2 separate regions of the Mus musculus genome follow, and region 1 is linked to region 2. The links are chromatin contacts, called in public Hi-C maps. All regions are on one chromosome and are shown on one strand. Each heading gives the region's core, a stretch centred on a gene start, on an enhancer-like site or on the middle of the called end of the contact. The rest is flanking DNA. Distances are from core to core; before and after follow the strand shown. Region 1 has its middle 78 kb from the start of Gm24612. Region 2 has its middle 79 kb from the start of Ccl1.

The links. Hi-C and Micro-C count contacts between places; a contact is called where the count stands out from the background.
Region 1: a contact with region 2 is called in a Hi-C map of stem cell-derived motor neurons, with 2.6 times the contacts expected there. The contact joins two enhancer-like sites. A contact is called at or near these places in 3 of 484 Hi-C or Micro-C datasets (cerebellum, liver and stem cell-derived motor neurons) and 2 of 115 datasets of contacts at active chromatin or transcription factors (differentiating embryonic stem cells and large pre-B cells).

The regions. Positions count from the first base shown.
Region 1 is chr11:82,516,212-82,521,034 of GRCm38.p6, reverse strand. No RefSeq gene overlaps it. Among named protein-coding and RNA genes, the nearest start is that of Gm24612, 78 kb to the left of the region's middle. Within about 2 kb of position 2,239, at least 3 of the 459 cell types and tissues checked have an H3K27ac peak or open chromatin away from gene starts, as enhancers often do. A contact at or near this core is called in stem cell-derived motor neurons, where this site is marked.
Region 2 is chr11:82,256,784-82,261,649 of GRCm38.p6, reverse strand. No RefSeq gene overlaps it. Among named protein-coding and RNA genes, the nearest start is that of Ccl1, 79 kb to the right of the region's middle. Within about 2 kb of position 1,814, at least 5 of the 459 cell types and tissues checked have an H3K27ac peak or open chromatin away from gene starts, as enhancers often do. A contact at or near this core is called in stem cell-derived motor neurons, where this site is marked.

The DNA of each region.
Region 1 (4,823 bases), core at 990-3,489, 260 kb before region 2:
TGACACTACCAGAGACCGCTGGGGAATCAGGAAGAGGGGACTGAGCCAGCGAGGAGAATGCAGCTGTTTTTGAGGGAAAGAGGAAAGGGTGGAGGGAAGTCTGGTCTGGCTTTTCCTAAGAAGATGGCTAGCCAGGGCCAAGCCAACTTCTGCTCTCAGTGGTGGACATCCCAATGCTTTCAGGGCAGGCTGTGTTCCCTAAGAACTGTGTGTTAGTGTATGTGTATACATGTGTTAGTATATGCATTAGGGTGTGTGTATATGTCTAAACATGTATGAGTGTATGCATGTATGATGTGCACATTATATTCAAGTATGCATCATACATATATGTATGCATGTGTATTTTCATATGTCTGTATGTGAATGTGTGTCTCTGTGCATGCACATATGTGAGTGTACTTATTTATAAGTGTGTATATATGTTGTATATATGTAACTATGTGCCTATTTGTGTATGTGTGCATGGGTGTGTATACATGTGTGCATATGTATGCATGTATGAGTGTATATATGCATGTGCCTTTGTGAGTCTTATGTGAGTACATATTAGATTGTGTATGTGTGAATGTGTATGCATGTGTGCAGGCATGTATATATGCATATGGTATACACGTGTGAGTGTGTTAGTTTGCACGTGCAAGTATGCATGTGAGAGTATGTTTTGAAGATTCTAATTTAGCCTCCTCAGAGTTACAATGGCTCTGATGATGAGTTCTTGGAGTAGTTGCTTACATTGTGCCTCAGTTTCCCCATTCTAATAAAGGGGATGATAGATTTCTTCCTCTACAGATGCTGAAAGAGTTCCCTAGAATAAGACCTGGTGCCAGGAAGTCCTCAGAGCCAGGTGCACATGAGTCTGCATGCTGCTGAGAACATGGGTGTGGGGACAGACCTTCATGTGGGAAGAGTGGAAGTTTGGGAGTCAGAAGGTGTGGCTTGAGTTCCACACCCACTATTTCTGGCTTGGGGACTGATGTACTGGGGACCTTGATGGGACAGCCACCTTACTCCTCTGATCCCTTAGAGGTTACAATGTGCAGAGAAGCCTGGGGGCTGAGACCTGGGAGCCTCCAGAGTCTAAGCATCTTTAGGAAGCAGGGGACACAGGAAAAGGAGGCCTACCTGCCAGCCACACACTTCCCTGTGGGCAGCTCCACAAACAGGTGCTGGGTCTGTCTGCAGCTCACAGTACCTCTGAGCATTCTTGCACTTGTCTGTATGGATGTGGTCATACAGAGTATTGGAAGGGTCCTTCATGCCCTGGGGACTTCTGGTCCTTCCTTAGTCAAGCTCTGAGGACTGAGGCCATCAGTGGCCCCTCTAAGGGCCTGATGATCAGAGACCAGGAAAGATTTAAGAGGTAGCCTATTCTCCTGGTGTCTGCTTCTATCTTATGACACAGTCAAGGCCAAAGTCAAGGTCAAGGCTTGATCCAGCTGAAGTGTCTCCTACAATGTCTTGGGCACCCAGTCCTGTGGGACCCCTGTGTCCCTCCCGGTAAAGAACGCAATTTACCAATTTGAGGGCATTACGTTCCTCCAGAGGCCTCTTAGAAAAGAGGCTGTGAGGCCCAACCCAGTTATTCTTGCTTCCCTGACAAAGTTTGTCAAGGTTTCCTTCAAAATCTTTGGGTCGAGAGAACATGTGCACATGCGGAGCACCTACGATGTTCCAGGTACTGAGTGTGACACTGCACATGCCTCCATCCACTGACTCCTCTAAGGAACCAGGGATGCTGCTGCTATTAGAGCTTTTTATGAATGGGAACACTGAGGCTGGGTAATGTGCACAAGGCCATACAGGTGGTAAGCAGACATTTCAATGTAGCTCTGTCTGATCTTGAAGTATTTTCTTTATGGGATAACGGGGAGAGGGGGGCAAAATGAGGAGTTAATTGCTGGGCTCTGGCAAGTGTCAGGAGCTCATAGTCTCTACAGAGCCAGCACCTTCCCCCCAGGCTTTGTCCTCTCCCTCGGGCAGTGAATCAAAGGAGCCTTGACAGCTCCTCAGCTCCCTGGAGAGCAGGTTTAAAGCAGGGTGCTGGTGTGGAACCTGGACTGAGCTGAAGCTGCAGCTTGCCCTGACTCACTGGCCCCCAAGTTCATCTTTGGGGCACAAGGTACAAGCTGAGGGCAAAGCCATTGCTAGGGCCATTACTCACCAAGGCAACACCTCGGCAGCCAGCCGTCACATACTCAACAGCTGGACTCAGCTTCCCGTGGAAAGGAATGGAAATTGCATTTATTTTCCAGGAACAAAGAGACCAGCTCACACCGACCTCGCCTGTCTCCTCCCACCCTTGCCCTGTTCCTGCCTCTGTCTGGTTGCATAAAGACTTGGAGGCCCTTTGGAGACCTTGAGAGTGGAAAGACAAACAGAGCAGCAGGAAGGCTGGGACCTCATACTTGAGAACCATTGCCATCCACAGCCTGCCTTCCATCTATCAGGGGAGACAGACCCTGGGTGTGGCAGGGAAAGTGAGGGCAGGGGTACCCAGGTTTCAGGGAGAGCAAGGGATGCTGGGGTCGAGAAAGTGCAAGCTGGAACAAGACTTGTGCTGATCTTTTGTGTGGCGTATGTCCATATGTAGCATCTCATCTACTTCTCAGTAACACTTATCCGGACTCCCATGTTCAACAACAAGAACGAACAGCCCCAGGGAGGTCAAGTGCCTTGGGCAAGAATACAGCCACGCCAGGATGTGCACAGATGCCCTCTCTGTCTCCCAGGGGCTTTCTACTCTATCAGGTTCCATCCTGACCAGGAGTTGGGAATTCTGAGTTTCAATGAGGGGCATCAATGTAATATTGTCCCACAGGACCCTCTGGGTCTATCTATACATACCCAAGTATAGAATGAGATCACATTCTATACATGGCTTCCATGTTCCAAGTGGCTTCCAATGTCTATTTTAGTGTTGTTTTTCTATGGTTAAGAGGAGACACCAGGCATGGTGGCACATACCCAAAATCTAAGCACTGAGGAGATAGAGGCAGGAGGATTGCCACAAATTGATATAGCCTGAGCTATATCAGGAGTCCTAGGCTGGTCAGGGGTGTATATAGGGAGCTCCTATATAAAACATTCAAGAGAGAAGAAGAGGCTAGAGATTGGGGACCAATGTGAAGAAGTCTGAAGTGTGGGGAGGCATCAGGACATAGCCTGATGTCCTTGTGAAGTAGAGCAGAGCCTTTCCGCTCTCAGCATCCTGCCATCACCACCTCACAAACCCTGAATTCTTTGGCTGCAGCTTCCTGCTCTGCAGGTGCATGTCGGCTTCTGGAATGGAAATCAAAACAGCCCTGGTCCAGGGATGGGAAACCTGAGTGAGTCCCTATGCACCATGGTTCTCCTCCCTCCCCACAAGCCACTGACTCCAACCAACATCTCAGTACCAAAGTTCTCAGACACCTCCCTGTAAAGATACACTGAATAATGCATGTCTTAACCAGTGCTGGAGTGAGGGAGGTCGGGAGGGTGGGAGGTAGGACCTGTAAAACTGTGTGTGTGTGTGTGTAAGTGTGTGTGATGTGTGTATGTAGATGAAGGAAGAGAGAGAGCAAAAGCAAGAGAGAGAGAGAGAGAGAGAGAGAGATGATTCCTGGAGGCTGCACTTCTCCACTGCTTTTAAGGAGTGGGGTTCCCAAAAGGACTCCTGGCCAGAGAAAAATTATATTGATCCTCTGAACTACCATACTGAGCATTATGAAGTAAGAGAAATAGTTGGTTGTGCCTTCTGCAGGAGACTCCATTCCTAACTGGAAGGATTCTGAGCTTGATCAGGAGGGATGGATCCCAGTGGAGTTGGGGACTCAAACTGAAAGATACTTGCTGTCTCCCCTTAGGGGACTCCTAGGCTGGTAATGGAGGTGTTACCTTCATTGAGTGTGCAAAGCGAAGGAGGGAGGTATGAAGTCCAGACAGATGCAGGAAGGTTAGACTAAGAGATCTTCAAGACCAGACAGGAAGCTGCTGTCCTGGTCCAAGCCTAGAACAGCTCCACACAGTTCCAGGCAAGAGGTGTGTGCTTATGCATGTGTGTGGGTGTGTGCAACCTCACATCCAGGATGGGAATTTTTACTCTCCAAGTTTGTGCAAAAGGGATTCTATCAAGGAAGCTTTGAGACAAAATAACTCTCTTGTCCCTTGCGTCATTGGCGGGGCAGAAAAGCTCAAACTGGGAACAAACAGAACAGTAGAATGTTTCAGTCATCTGGGTTGAAGTTAGACACCACGCTTTGAACTCTGAGTCATGAAAGCCAAAACCTGAGACTCAAATGTCACCTCCAGCCAGAACACCGTGTATCTGTAAGGGGGCCAGGGCTAGAGCACAGTTACTTTGTCCCTCCATATTTATTGCGGAGCTTCCCTGGCCAGGATGGCTGTGGTACCAGTTTTCCCAATCCCAGTGTGGACACAGAAGAGGGGGCCATGGGGAACTGGAGATGGGATTTTCTCATATGCTGCTCCCTCCCCATCTCACGAGGTGAGTGTGGATGGTCCTTCCATGGCATCTGAATGGTTCTTTCATCTAAAACACATGTACACTATAACTTGCATAAAACAGTCCCGTTTTCCCTACTGGGAAGAGAGTCGAGTCTCAATAATCCAAAATCTAAGCGGTCTTTTCTTAAATTTCTAAGGAATTATTTTTAAAAATTGTGTATCCGAGAAAAGGCACAGGAGGAAGGACAAATGGAACGCACCACTGACTGAGTCTTTTTGATGCTTTGTGTTTGTATTTCATGAAGTCTTCACAAGAGTTTCATGTAGAAGGACATCTTACACTATCCATGCTGTTGTACTTGATACCAGGGGCT
Region 2 (4,866 bases), core at 565-3,064:
CCCATATCCACACAAATAAATGAAATGTGGGAAAAATATGTCCCCCCAGCTGCACTAAGAGATTAGTGGGAATTTGAGAAGAAATTGGGGTGGAATGTGACTGTGCCTGGGGCGTCTGAGACCCCCGAGTCTGTTTCACGCTCCGATATTGCTGTGAATTTTGCCCTAGCTTCTTGAAGATGACCAACCGGATTATCTACCACAGTGCTGAAATTTACACAATTGGAAAGTTCATTGTCTACTGAACCATCTCTGATTATTTGCACTCCGGAGGAGAGAGGGTGGAGGACACAGTTCAGCAGTCCTGCTATTTGGGCTGCTGGGGCTTATGCAATGTGTTTCCCCAACCACTGCGGTCCTGGGCAAGCACGATTCAGCATTAGTACCATCTGCGATCCTTGGAGGTGGGGATGGGGGTGGGGGTGGACAGCAAGTAGTTTTCTGAATTGGTGCTATTCTCCCTATCTGAGATCCAGTTGAAGCTGAATCTCCTTTATGAGTTTTGTTTTGATGCCTATATTCTGTGCATGCTCCCACAGATGGGAGGGAGTTAGGAGAGCCACCGCCCACAGCTCAGGAGCGCCTACCTGAAAAGGGGGCGGGAACTAGACAAGCAGGGTGGTCCAATGTCTGCTGTGTGTTCCTGATAAGACCCTCCCCTTGGGATTTTTAAAGGTGAGAAATGTCAAGGAACGCAGAGAGCGATTGCAAAATCCTTTCGGGCGGATATAGGATGTAACCAGCCTGGGAAAGCTAAGTAGGAAAGGACCACTCCAGTACCCACTGGGTGCTTGCTACACATGAAATTATGGAATGGACAAACAAATGCATAATGATTTTTCTTCCTGTACATTAAAAAAAAAAGTATCTAAAACTGTTGTTTAAAAAGTTTCTTTCTTTCTTTTTTCTAAATACAGACGTTTTAAATACTATCTGTAATGGCCCCAAACTGGAAGCGACCCAAATGCCCATCAACAGTGGAACGGATAAATAAATGATAGTGTGCTCGCACAATGGAGCACTACCTAACAATGAGAATGGCCATGCCACGGTGACATGCAACATTGTGGATGGATCGCTGAAGCATGATGCTTTACAAAAGAAGGTAGACACAAAAGAGGGTCTGTTGTAAAATCCCATTTACACTAACTGAAAGCAAAGGCACGTCTAATCTGTGGGGTTTGAAGTCACACAGTAGATTTGGTCTGCAGTGACTAGAACAGAGCCTGAGGGGCACTCTGGGGGGCGGGGGGAGGGAGATGTAGGGCTCTTTTTCTTGACCTGGATGTTGGTTACACAGATGGCTGGGGTCTGGACATATTTCTGAGCTTTACATTGGGATAAGTGCATTTTTTTTTAAAAAATGCTATATTTCAACTAGAAGGTTGGAAACACATAAAGTCAGACATACTTCTTAGCCTGATTCTTGCCTTCTCCTTTTTTACCACAGAGGGTGGGGCAGACGTGGATGTTATACCTATGTTATACCACTTTTTTACCTTGTGCTCCTTCTTGGTGTTGCAACAAACAGAGGGGATGAAGATGGAGACTATTTTCTTTTCCTGGCTGGACTGTGGGACAGGGGAGGAAGGGATAAGACCTGGTCTGGGGCTCTGGAGCCACCATCAGCATTCTGTAGTGCTCAGTGGCAGAGCCTACACAGGGTGCCTGCCCTCGAATTCCTTCCTTGCCTTCCTTCCTCATTGGGTTGGTGGAGATTCACTGTTTCTGCAGAGTGCATGTCCCAGCCCCCTGCGGCTCCCTGGTCAATAAGCTCTTTAAGGAGCTGAAAAGAGGCGAGATCAATGAAGCAGCCATCGATTCCACCTCAGTCGCCGATTAGTAGCAGGAACGCGGCTGGCCTAGGGAGCCCCTTGCTAATGCTCCACAGAGATTAGATTAAACTGGAAGCCCCTAGCAGCCCAGGGCAGAGTCCATCCTGCTCACACCAGGGTGGTCCTGACCCTCCCTTGTCAGGGGGCCTTTGCTAGCTAGATGAGCAGCCTGCGTTCCCCCAGTAGTCTAAAGAAACCTGACCTGTCATTCCTGGGCTTTGATGTAAGACTGTTACTTTAGGGTCCGACCAATTCCCTAATAAGGCAAACAAGCCCTCTGTGATTTGGAGCCCTCCTCCCTCTCCAGCCTCCCTTCACATCACCCCTCCTCTTGACCAACCCAACAGAACAGCCTCCATTCTTCTACCACACGATCATGCATGCCACCCTGGGTCACCTGTCACTTCTTCCAGAACGTTCTCACTGGCCCTCCCCTCTCACCACTGCTACCACAATCTGACTTAGGCAGCCTTCCAAGGTTCTTTGTGTACTTTCTCAGGCAGAGCAAATGGCAAGAATACACTGTAATTGCTTGTTTTCTTGTCTCCCCTGATTGTATATTTGAACCGCCTGGGAGACTTTAAAAAGGACAGATACAGATTTGGTTGGCCCAGAGTTGGGTTTGGGCACGCACACATTTACTACCTCCCTCTAGGGGATCCTGAGGCATCCCTGGGATGGAGAACCACTTAAATAAGAAGATAGGGACATTGACTGATCACTGATGCTCTAGGGTCTAGCACATACTGTGCCCTCAGTAAGTAAGGAAAGGACAGGAAATCTGGGGTGAACCTACTCAGTCCCTGGGGCATCCTTCTGTAGCAGACATCGATCTCTCTACTGCACAGTAGAAGGAACCAGGATACACTCCTAGCCTGCAGCTCATGGAGGCGGGAGAAAGAGGAAGAAACCCTATTGTAAAAGAGAATCTTGAGCTCAGAGAAGGTAATTAGCCTAAACATGGTCTCTCAGCAAGGGTGGACAGGACCACTGTCTCACCTAGTCCCTTTTTTTTTTTTTTTTTTTGGTTTTTCAAGACAGGGTTTCTCTGTGTAGCCTTGGCTGTCCTGAAACTCACTTTGTAGACCAGGCTGGCCTCGAACTCAGAAATCCGCCTGTCTCTGCCTCCCAAGTGCTGGGATTAAAGGCGTGCGCCACCACTGCCTGGCTTATCCTAGTCCTTTCTGCAACCCTTTTTTCAGGTCACACACATCCTTCTGTAGCCACCAATCCTGCCAACATAGCCTGGCTCCTTTTCTTTATCCCCTCATTGGACAGTCTGGCCAGCATGGCAGGCAGAGACCACCAGAATCTTCTTCTACCGTCTGACAAGGCAAGGAGGTGCCTCTATAATCAAGAGTGTTCTTTAGTGCAAGATTAGCATAAAGGACCTGTAGGCTAGTTTTCTTGCTGACAGGAGTTCGGGGCAGGAGAGGAAGTGATAAGAGATCAGTTGGGGCTCTGAAGCCATAAGTGACAGAGTGAGTTTCCCTGCCACCTGTCTTCCTGGAAGCACACCTGCAAAGTCAGAGACCCCTGACTCCTGAGGCACCCCCAGAACATAGCATCTGCCAGCAGTCAGAGATGGCATTATGGTGAAGCTGTGCACAGGTGTGGCAGGCAGGGAGAAGAAGACATGTATACTGGGCTTTAGTCACAGGTATTCCTCTGTCTTCTGTGTCTCTATAGAACCAACTACTTGTTCCAGCATTCCCCATGGCCATCTAGCCAGGGGAGCCCATCCAAGGGCAGGAGACTTTATTGGCACATTCTATCCCTTGTGATGGCCATGAAGATGGTAGACTAGGTCTTACATGTTCAGAGGAAACTTTCTGTATAAGCTGCCCTTCAAAACCATGCTTGAAACCCAAGAAGTCTCAGCATATTCAAGAGGCTGGGGAGTTGGCATGGTGTAGTTCAATCTCAGGATGTTTCTTTTGACATCTTCTCCCAATTATGGGAAACTCAAATGCACATTTGGATCACTGTGGTCTTGGTGAGTCTTCCCATTGGTCCATGTTTGGTCCTGTTTTTCTCTTCCTCATTCATGCGTGTTCATGATTTAATTGGTACCTTCAAACCTCCCTGTTACCACAACAGCAGAACCCATGCAATGAAGGTTACTTACCTGCAGGGCTTCCTTCTGCTCATTGCACCTCTCTGCCTTCCCTACCCAAGACAACCATCACCCAGACTCCCTCAACTGCCATTTTCTGGCTTTCTTTTATACACACACTTTGTCTTCATTTTATGTTGCCTAACATTTCCCAGCTTCTTTGACTTGTCGCTGCAAACCCCCAGCTTTTGGAGGCCACTTCCTTAGGAAGACTGCAAATGAGAGATAGTCATTCCATGAATTTTAGCTTCGGCAGAACTCTTATTACTAACATCACTTTGGCCTCCAGCTTCTCCAATGAGGTCGGGGGAGAGAAGAGGAGAGGGGCGGGAAGTTCCTTTTCCAGAGAAAGGTTGTAGTTATGATCCAAGGATTCACAGATTAGTTGAATAGTCCCTCTCCTTTCACCTTTCACTAATCCATACTTCTCAGTTGCTCAAGCCTTGTAAAAACAGCAGGCTCTCCACAGATCACAGCACTGGGGCTTGGGCCCAGCTATTCTTCAGAAGTCCTGGGTCTGAGTGGCCAAGCTCCTTATGTGTGTTCTAGACTATGCCTGTCCTCTGCAGGGAATGGAGTAGGTGTGAGCAAGCTGGTGGTGTGGGCAGGGGACTGGGTATGGCACCTAACACGCCATTACTGGTGTGGGAGAATGGGCCTGGTATGTGGCCAGCCCCAACTCTACTGCCAGTGTGCCATTCCTGGTCACCCCCACAATGCTCATTACAAAGCCCACTCCATACCCCACCCCAACCCCTCAGCATCTCCTCTGGCCAAGAACCAATTTTACCCATGAGTGAGTCTGGGTAATCCTCTTCAGGCCTCCAGTGGGAGTGGGGAGGGATGCACCTAGGCTGAAGTAGGCAAGCCTTTAGAGAACCAGGTCCCCACAGGGAGCCAAGTCACTATCACCTG